2 separate regions of the Zea mays genome follow, and region 2 is linked to region 1. The links are chromatin contacts, called in public Hi-C maps. All regions are on one chromosome and are shown on one strand. The core of a region is the stretch at or near the end of the contact, and the rest is flanking DNA. Distances in the headings are between cores, read along the strand shown. Region 1 holds the start of LOC103637187 (Transcription repressor OFP17). Region 2 holds the start of LOC100170241.

The links. A called contact is a pair of places that touch in the nucleus more often than the background predicts.
Region 2: a Hi-C map of leaf mesophyll shows a contact between it and region 1, with 3 times the contacts expected there. The contact joins the promoter of LOC100170241 here to the promoter of LOC103637187 in region 1. A contact is called at or near these places in 5 of 25 Hi-C or Micro-C datasets (ear, endosperm, leaf and 2 more).

The regions. Positions count from the first base shown.
Region 1 is chr8:112,470,106-112,475,054 of Zm-B73-REFERENCE-NAM-5.0, reverse strand. LOC103637187 (Transcription repressor OFP17) reads right to left here and starts at 2,189. Exons shown (of 1, transcript XM_008659438.2): 1 at 1,133-2,189. The coding sequence starts at 2,166. The coding sequence ends at 1,486. It overlaps LOC103635706 (phosphatidylinositol/phosphatidylcholine transfer protein SFH8), which reads left to right and starts at 3,646. Exons shown (of 11, transcript XM_008658092.4): 1 at 3,646-3,742; 2 at 3,827-3,938; 3 at 4,714-4,866. The coding sequence starts at 3,646.
Region 2 is chr8:112,913,940-112,919,405 of Zm-B73-REFERENCE-NAM-5.0, reverse strand. LOC100170241 reads left to right here and starts at 2,501. Exons shown (of 3, transcript NM_001130122.2): 1 at 2,501-2,933. The coding sequence starts at 2,631.

The sequences.
Region 1 (4,949 bases), core at 940-3,439:
TATCCATTTTCATCATTTTTTTGAACTTGAACTGAATTCACTTGTTTTGTGATCGGTGAGATTCGAACTCGTAACCTCTCTCACGCGCAATCTCCTCTACCAATACATCACTATATCACTAATGTCTATATTACGTTTTTCTTCCCCATGTATTATAACAAACTGAAAGTAAATAAATTATTTGAGACACTAAAATAATTCAAATGAAAATATTTTCAACTATAAAGTTGTATAACTTTTCAAGATCTACAACTTTCATATTGATAGTTTCTTCATTCGATGTCGTTTAAAAAAATTTGAATTTCAAATTTGAAAACTTCAAACATATTTTTCTATGACAAGATGATTTCAAATAAATAAATATCAATTATAAAGTTTCGTAACATTTGAAGACCTACAACTTTTATGTTGGTGGTTTTTCCATCCGAGGTCATTTGAAAAATTCGAATTTTAAATTTCAAACAAAGTTTTGTATGACAAGATGATTTCAAACAAAAATGTTGTCAACTACAAAGTTTCATAACTTTTTAAGATCTACAACTTTCATTTTGATGGGTTTTTTCATTTTGAGGTCATTTTAAAAATTCTAATTTTAAATTTTTAAAAGACATAGTTTTCGTTGACAAGATGACTTAAATAAAAAACGTTGCCAACTATAAAATTCTATAACTTATAATGATCTACAAAGTTTATATTTGGTTGTTTGGTCATTTATTCGTCTCATATGTTGGTTCTAACACTATTCACAAATTTTATACATCTCTTGTGTAGTTTTATAAACTACGAGAGATATAGTTTTTATAAATAAATTTACTTTTATTTTGTCATATGAACAATTGACCAAAATATAAATTGTATATATTGATGAGTTATATAAATTTATAGGTGAAAACTTTTTCAATTGAATTAATTTACTGCTTCAAAATGCGATTTTTAAATTATCTTTACTTGGTGTTGAAAAAACACTAGGTAAAAAAGCTCTTTGCCGAGTGTCAAAAAAAACTCTCGGCAAAGAAACTCTTTGCCGAGTGTCGGCACAGAAAAATTTTGCCGAGTGTTTTTTTACCAATTGGTTTTTTTTGTGCCTGATAAAAACACTCGACAAATTATTTGGCACTCGACAAAAAACAGATTTCGGTAGGGACTATGAATCAATCAATCCCAGATCTTTGTCTCGCTGATTATACACAAATGATTATGCGATAGAAAGCCGCGGGTATGTGGATATATTACAGAACATCTTAGTGTAACTTAGACCGTGTTCTAAACCTTAGCAACTAATTGCTAAAACTGGCTAATAACATATTAGCTGATTAACAATTAACTCTAGAGGTTTAGAAGGAACATGGTCTTAGTACAGTACTATTTACATAATGTCGATGAGATGATGCAACCTGCAGATTCTTGAGCAGTACGTGTCTACGTGATCAAGCAGTGGACATGGACTCGGAGCCATAGCCGCCGCCGCCTTCGATGTCAACTTCGTCAACCCCTTGCGTGGAACAGGTCATTGCAGAGCTCGCCATAGAAGGACCACACCAGCTCGATGAAGACTGGTGACCTGAGCCGCTCCCAGCATTGCAGGAGCTCCTCGACGTCCTTCAGGTCCCTCGCTTTCCCCTCCTCCACCAGCATCTCCATCAGATAGCTCTCGAAGCTCCGGCACGCCTCCTCCTCCTCCTCCTCCTTCTCTTTGTCTTCGTCCTCTCCGCCTCCCCTAGCAGCTATCCTCTCCGACCGCAGCCGCGCCACCACCTTCATGTACGCTGGCGTCTCTGTGGACGACACCGGTGCGACTGCGATGACCGGAGTCTCGTGCACCACTGTTTGCGGTGCGGGTGCCGGTGCTGCTCTACGCGCGGCCTCGCCTTCGGCTGTAGAGGTCGCCGGCGCGGTCGACATCGGGACGAGCGGCCAGAAGACAGCGCGCACCGACCGGAACGTCCTGTGGCGGCGACGGCGGCGCGGGCTCATCCTGGTCGCTGCCTTCCGGAGGCTACGGAAGCGGAAGGCCCTGATGGAGAGGTTAGCCGGCGCCGGGACGCGGAACAGCCGCGTGAGTGCACGCCGGCATGGCGCGAGGATGCCGCACGTCACGCAGGAAGGCGATTTGTTATGAGACGAGGAAACCCGCATCACTACTGGAAAGTGATGGGCGCGCAGCATCAAACTGTTGATTTGGAACGGCACCGCATGATTTGAGCTGCATGCGTAAATATATATATATATATATATATATATGGTTGACTCATTGACTGCGTGCGTAGCTCCTCGTCGTTGCAGCGATGTGGTGTGCACGAACGTACGAATATATATAGCATTATATGTCATATGAACTGGGACACGTACTGGGTAGCATTATTATGTGCCATAAGAATGGGGTGCCACTAAGTAGTCGTTACCCTAATATGAGCCGTTTAATAACGAACGTGAGTGCCTGCACTGCACACATATATGATCCATATTATTATATATTTAAGCTACAAGACAGTCATTAGATCAATGTGAGTCATTTTAGTTCATATCTCTACAACTATTAAGCCCTTAGTGTAGACCGCCCCCGCCGCTACCCAACGCCCCCCTCCCCCGCTGCCGCACGCCTGCCAGGCCCCGCGCAATCCCACGCCCACCGCGAAATCCGCCGCCGCGCATCTCGCACGCCCTCAGGCCCGCTCGCCCGCTGCCGCGAACCCCTCCGCTACACCGCAGCACATCTCCACGACCCGCGAAATCCGGCGGCGTGAGGCGATGACCCGCCATCCCTCCTCCCCACGCCCCCTCTCTCACCTACTCTCTCACCTAACTGCCCAGCTCCGATCTCGCCGCCGACGCAACCTAGACCGATGATCTCGACAGAAGGCCGGCGGGTCGCAGGGCGCTCGAGCTGCCGCACAACCCCTCCTTCGAGCGAGCCGCAGCCGGCCCCCGCTCGCGTCCCCGTCGCCTATACCGCGTCACCACACCGCCCACGCCTCAGCCGCCCTGACCCCGGCGCATTCTCCTCTCGGTGCCGACTGCCGAGATCTCCCCGGCCCTCTCCTGAGAGGAGTGCCCGCTCTTGACCCGATGTCCGCGATGACGGTGGCGACTCTGCAGGCGATGGACGCGCTGTCGCGGTGGGGGATCATGCTGCGGGACTCTCTGCGGCGAAGCCAGGGGAACACGAACGGCATGGTCACCATCCTCGGCTCCTTGAACCACCGCCTCTCCGCGCTCGAGGCCGCAATGCACCCCACCCACGGCCTTAGAGTCGCTCGTTCCCGCCCGCGTGCAGTCGGTGTGCACGAGCCTCCGGTGGTGCGGGCCAGAAAGAGCTAGGCCTGCGAGGCGCGCACGGGACCTCGGAAAGCAGGGATCAGGCCGCGCCACTGCTCGCAGCCACAACGTCGAACAAGTCACGTGCAGGGAGCAGTGCAGCGCCATGGTGCTGCCTACCACGCACTCGCGCAGGGCGTATCACTCACCTCTTTGCTCGAGCCAAGCTGTGAGCTTGGAAGTGGCGGCCACGGCCACGGCCACGGGCGCCAAGCCCAGCCGCGTGGGCGTGAGGGCGCCGGCCGCGGGCGCTCAGCAGAGTGGGGAGTAGTGGGCGCCGCGTGTACCGCCGCTGGGCTGAGGTCCCGCTCCTAGCCCGCGTCCACGTCCATGGGCTTCCTGGCGGGGGCGATGGCACTCTTTTCCGCGGCGCCCCTGACCTTTTCTGCCGCCCTGTGGCGCTGCACCGGCTACGTCCCCAAGATGTGTAATCTCCTCAAGCTGAAAGATAGCAGATGATCATCGCCTCCTGGTTGTAGCTTTTTGTAATCTCCTCTTTTTCGACCGCCAGCGGCGGCGAGCTGTTGCGCCACGGCTAGGGAATTGCTGTGGCGGTGGTGGTGCTCGGAGGGCGCGCAGGGCACCACAAGACCTACTGCGTCGTGGTGGCAGCAGGAAGCGAGGCGATGATCTCTGGCTGAAGACAAGCTGGAGTCTGCCTCCGTGTCCGTGCGTCGACTGACGAGCTTTAGGAGCTAGAGCTAGCAGGAGGTGGGATTCACCATTCATCTTCCTTTCCTTTTTGTTCCATGTTCTTCTCGATTCAGCCAGCCATCATAGAACTGCCACCGTTCATTCCGTTCTTATTAGTAAGTTACATTTAACACAAGTGTCGTATAGATGGATTGGAAGGTTATGGCTGCTAAGAAATACACATACCAATTAGTTGTGTTTGGTCCTGAATACCTGAGTTTCTGTTTCCCTCTGTAGTTTGTTGTAGAGTATAGGTATCGATTTTGGTGTGTGCGTGCAAAACTCAATGATGCCGTTGGATTTATGTTAGTAGGGTGTCCATTTTATTTTTCCTCTCTATCTACCAGCTTTGGGCTTGAATAAGTAAATGCTCATACGCTCATGTAGCCTTTATTTGCCATTCTCATGTTTAGTAAATTAAGTCATGTTCCTTCTTTTTGTGTAGCATTTGTTTCGGCAAAACTCAATGATGCCTCTGTCTACAATGCACTAGGTTTCAGACTTTCAGTGTTTTTTAACCTCTGGTTGAGTTAGAGCTGCAAAAGTGATCTCCTGACTCTTGACTTTGGAATGATCAGCACTGTTTCATAGTACAGTTCATTGTATCTGTCACATGTTGTAGCTTTCCAGTTTACAGGAATGATATATTAAATACCTGAGTTTGAACCAATCTGAATATTAAATGCTTCATTGCATATATTGCAGTTGCAGGCTTGCAGATACTACCCAGATCAAAGATGCAGAATGGAGCGCCAATTGGCCAATTTGGAAAGGTATCCTTCAGCAGGACATGAATCACCTTTATGTTGTTATTCAGACTACTCTTTTCGTGGTACTGGTAGTATTTGAAGTCACGAGGTACACACATGGATTGACTGATCTTCATGGTTTAGGATGTTGGATAATTAATCAGGTGTTTTGTTGTTTGTGTTGGTCTTGCC
Region 2 (5,466 bases), core at 1,252-3,751, 440 kb before region 1:
TAATGTCAATGATATGCCAACTGCACAAACAAGAATTTCAGATCAGTCAAATGTTGGAAGGGCATTTAATCCAGATGAAATAGTTGCAGATCCAGCATTAAGAAGACAAATTGATGAGTATGATATAAATGTCCAAGATAAAGTGAGAAGGTCATATATTTTTAAAGGTCCATGCCAACCAAGAGGTTTAGATTTTCCTCGCAGACAATATGGCCAGAGATCAAGACATTTTCAAGAACAATGGTATGAAAATTATGATTGGTTGGAGTACAGTGAGTCAAAGGATGCATCCTATTGCTTTTATTGCTTTCTTTTTAAGAAACTAGTAAAGGGTGATAAATATGAATCTTTCACCAAAGTTGGGTACAATAATTAGAAAGATGCGGTTGAAAAGTTTAAAGTTCATGTGGGTGGTGTTAATAGTATCCACAACAATGTTAGATTGCATTTTGATGATTTTAGTCCTTCTGGATCATCATGGCTTATCTATATCCAAGATTAGAGGACAAGGATATGATGGTGCATCAAATATGAGAGGTGAATTTAATGGCTTGAAAAAAGATTATGGATCTTAGTCCACATGCTTATTATGTTCACTGTTTTGCACATCAACTACAACTTGTGGTGGTTTCTGTTGCTAGTAGTGCTTGTTGTCAATCCGTTCATGACTTTTTAGTACATTCAATTAATTGTAAGCACCACAAGCTCATATTGCAAGAGAAGGGGTGCCCTAAGGGAAAAAGAACATGAAGTATTATAGAAAAACTTGAAAGAGGCGAATTTATTACTGGAAAGGGTCTTCATCAAGCAACCAATCTTGCTAGACCCGGTGACACAAGATGGGGTTCACATTATTTAACCTTGCTTCGTTTAGAAACAATGTGGGAGTCAGTATTGCATGTTCTTGCTATTGTCCATGAAGATGGTCGTGTACCAACACAAGCACCAGGGTTGATAGAAAAAATGGAGAGTTTCAAATTTGCTTTCATTCTAAAATTGATGTTGAAAGTGCTTGCAATCACAAATGAGCTCTCTCAAATGTTGCAAAGAAAGAGTGTTGATATTGTTCTTGCCATGGAGTTACTTGATGTTGTTAAAGCCCGAATGGCTATGATGAGGATAGATAGTGGTTGGGAGTCATTCTTTGAAGATGTGAATGAATTTTGTGCTAATAAGGGTATTCATGTGGTAGACATGGATGCAGAAGTACCTATTAGAGGTCGATCAAGGCGAGATGGATCCACAGTCACAAATCTTCACTACTACCGCACCGAGATATTTTTTGTTATTCTTGATAAAATCAATACAGAGTTGTGTCATCGGTTCAGTGAAGTTTCAAGTGAGTTGCTAGTTGGTTTTGCTTGCCTTGATCCAAAGAAGTCATTTTCTATGTTCAATTTGGAGAAGCTTGTTAAGCTTGCTAAGTTATATGATCAAGATTTCATAGTTGTTGATCGTGCAATGTTAAGAGAGCAACTCGAGACATATATTATTCATGTAAGAAGACATGTTTCAAGTGAGTTGCTAGTTGGTTTTGCTTGCCTTGATCCAAAGAAGTCATTTTCTATGTTCAATTTGGAGAAGCTTGTTAAGCTTGCTAAGTTATATGATCAAGATTTCATAGTTGTTGATCGTGCAATGTTAAGAGAGCAACTCGAGACATATATTGTTCATGTAAGAAGACATGCTGCTTTTAGTACTTGTGAAGATATTACATCTCTTTCTATTAAGATGGTTCATATTGGAAATCCATTGATGATGAGCTTATTATTCGACGATTTCAACGTCTCAAAACTAGAAGGATGCAATTGTCTCGGTCAACAAGAACTTAACGTATGTTTGTTTTTTTATTTATATGGTTTTTTCTTTGAATTTGTATTATGTATTGATATAAAACTTGAATTTTATGCGACAGTAGTTGTTTACGGTGTGACTTGATTTTATCATGTGATTTTTTGGCCCACCCTGAGTTCTTGTCATGCGTCCGTCACTGCTATCGTTTACTATTCAAAATGGCTTGTTTGGGATTAAGAATATTGCAGGGGATTAAGGGGACTAGAATTCCTTACTATTTAATTTTAAACTTACCAAAAGTTCACTTAGATTTAGGAAAATAAGTAAAGAATTTGTGTAATATCTTGATTGTTGTCCCGATGCCGCATACGGGTATTAGTCTAGTAAATAAAAATATTATAATTCCTATGGTAACAAATAAATATATGTCACAACAAATCCAATAATATTTATTTGATAATATAAATATTATTTTTTAAATTTATAGTGAGTTAAACTTTAGATCTTTTAAATTGATATTGTTCTAAAATTATTATTTGACGGCGCACCCCTTCCTAGTCTCCGATCCCCGTTCCCGTTCCCGTTCCTATTCCCGGGAGGAGACGGTGTCGTCTGTCTCTCGCCGTTCTCGTTCGTGCCAATCCAGGCGAAACAAACGGCGTGACGAGAGCGGCAGAGCGTCAGCGTCCCCCCGCGGCCACCGTACCGCATCGTCGTCGTCCCCAGCCAACCCAACCCAGCGCACCCCAAACGAATCCAGCCCCACCTCAGCCGCGGCGCGGACCTCGGAATCTCAGCGCCGGTGTGCTCACGGCACCGCAGGGCGCGGCGTGGCCATGGACATGGACAGGGACAGCGTGGAGTGCCTCTCCCTCCCAGACGCTGCCATGGACGTGGACAACGTCGACGGCCACCCGCACCACGGCCATCTCGGTCTCCCGCTCCACCCCGCCCACCTCCCATCCTCTGGTGCCGGGCGCGCGTTCCCCAAGGTGAATGCCGGGGGCGGCGGAGCGGGCCCGGCTGTAGCGGGAGCGGCGGGCGCAGCAGGAGCAGGCGGAGGGCCGCCGGCGACCAGCGTGCACGAGCTGCTCGAGTGCCCCGTCTGCACTAACTCCATGTTCCCGCCCATCCATCAGGTTGGTGCCGTGCTCCCAGTGCACCGATTTCAGATAGGGTTGCGTGCGGATTTGGGGATCTCGGTGGGGGGAAGGCCAGGATCTTTACAGAGGAATCGAATTAAATTGACTTATTCTTGGCGGATTTTACTCTTCCGAAGGGCTGATTTGGTCGACAGAGAATAGCGAGAGGATTACTCCCCATAGATCCCTCTATTTCCCTGCCACCAAACCAGCCCGAATGGGTAATTTGCTCCCTGTTGACCGAGTCATTTAGCTTCGAATTAATTGTAATTAGAATGTCTAATTGGGTGCGTTTGGATTACTCGTCTGTAAAACCATCCGCGAATTGGGCCTTCGTTGTCAGACGATTTGGTCAGTTCTGCGTTAGATAATTAGATTTCAGATGAATCGTGTATTTCGCTATGCATCTGAGTTGGACGCGTTTTGGTACACGGAGTCTCCGCTTGTCCTAGCCGGTCTATTTGGATTTTTCGAGGATACAAATATTGCATTTGTTCTTTTCGCTATCTGCAAATGGTTTGGAATAGTGAGAAACAAACTGTCAAGATGCTTATTTGTTTCTTCTCGGTCTCATTTTATATTGTTTGTTAATCTAGTCTACCTAGGAAATGCAGTACTACTTCTGAACCGAAATGATCTCGACCATGATCCACTGCCTTATAATTGTTGAAAACGCGAAAGAGGCTCTAGCTGAGTTGGTTAGTTGGTTTGAGTAGCACTTCTCAGGTTCTGGGTTTGACTCTCCGTGCTGGGTTTGACTCTGCGTGCGAGCGAATTTTAGGTTGTGGTTAAAAAAATACTCTCGCCTGTCACACGCCAAAACACAGGCCTAAGGCCGGTCGCGGTCGTTTTTCACATGGGCTATGATGTTGCTGTGTATGGGTGGAGCAGGGGTTTGGGAGTTTTCTCGACCTGCGTGAAAATGTCTTCTTCTTAATATAATGACCGGTGATGGTCTTACTCCGCAGGTCGAGTTTTTATAATTGTTGAAAACATAGAGTATTCACTTTGTTGGAGCACGAGATTAACTGGAAGAGAATAGTATACTTTTCCCAGAGAACCCAAATGTCTGGAAAAGAACAGTATACTTCTTAATATGATGTGCTCGGCCTTGATTTTATTTAATATTCTCTTGTTAAACTGCTTTTATTTTCCATTTTTTAGTTTTTATAAAATGTGCTTGTTTTGGATGAACATGCTGATGTAAGTTTGTAGCCACTTTTTTCTCTCTTTCTAGTTATCTCCATTGAGTCCAGTGGTCAAGAAATATGCTGAGCTAATGAAAGGGGTATAAGTTTTCCTTTATTCTGTGACTGATTTTTTGTTGTCTATAGTAGGAATTTGTGAACAGGGTTTATATCTTATGACATATAACTAAGCTCATAAGTGTTTCAAAATCTACAGCTGCTTTGCTTGAGATGGTTTTGGAGTAATAATTGTTTTAGTGTATGTGGTACTAGCATGTAATTTCAGGTAGACGCGCATATCTGTTGTGCTAGAATGTTGACCCATGATGTTCCTTTTGTTTATTTTCGTTTACTCCCATTGCTTGTTTCTTCTGGACTGGATTTAATCTGACTGTTGTTTTTTTGTGTGTTTTTGGTTCGGCTTTGTCTCTGTTTTTTGTAAGGTGGATTGATCTTTTTTCATTTCTTATATAATGATGGGCAGCTCTCCTGTGAAAATTTGAAGAAAAAGGTATTCATGGCAAGTGAAGAAGTAAACTCAGCCTAAATGCAAACATAGGCACTTTCAAACTCTTAAACCAATGCAAGAATACCCTATTGGCACTAGAAAGAACAACATGATTTGATTTGGATGTCGCTAGTGGGCACCACAGTCTTGGTTTGTCATCCCAATCATGGAAAATCTCCAAAAAAAGAATATTTTTACCATTTGTATTATACATGAACGATGGCAAAAAGGGGAACCAGGTGGTTTGGTCTTTCCTGCATTGCAGTTCATATGAGAATATACTAAAACTTATTATTTTTCTGAATTGGGTGCCACATTATGATGTACTTTGCACAGTTTTTAGAGTTTGAGGGTTCCATGTAGCTGTTTTGAAGTTGATGCTTGATTTAACAAACTTCCTCTGGAGATAAGGTGGCTTCAGATCTTGGATTGGCTTGTTAGGAGCCTATCCCTGCATGGAAAATAAGGTGAAATCCTTTTTGGATCAAGAGGAAGTTTATCTTTCCACCTCACCCATGTATCCTTCCCCTCGTTGATTTTTTTGCTTTCCTTTTCTTTTTCAAATACTTCTGGGACCAGGGATCACTAAACAGTTCCCTCTTTGTGTTAAACTTAATAATCTTTAGTTATGCACTGATGCACTCATAAGTGTTAATGATACACAATGTGAATTTTGTAATCAAACTGAGTTCTAGTTAGCAAGCCAGGCAGTGGGCTGGCACCTGGGCGTGTTTGGATGGCAGCCTCTCAGGCAGCTGCCTGGCGGGCGAATGATTCTGTACACAGGCAGATGAAATCGGACGCCTGGTGTTGCTGCCTGCCGCCTGGGCCAGGC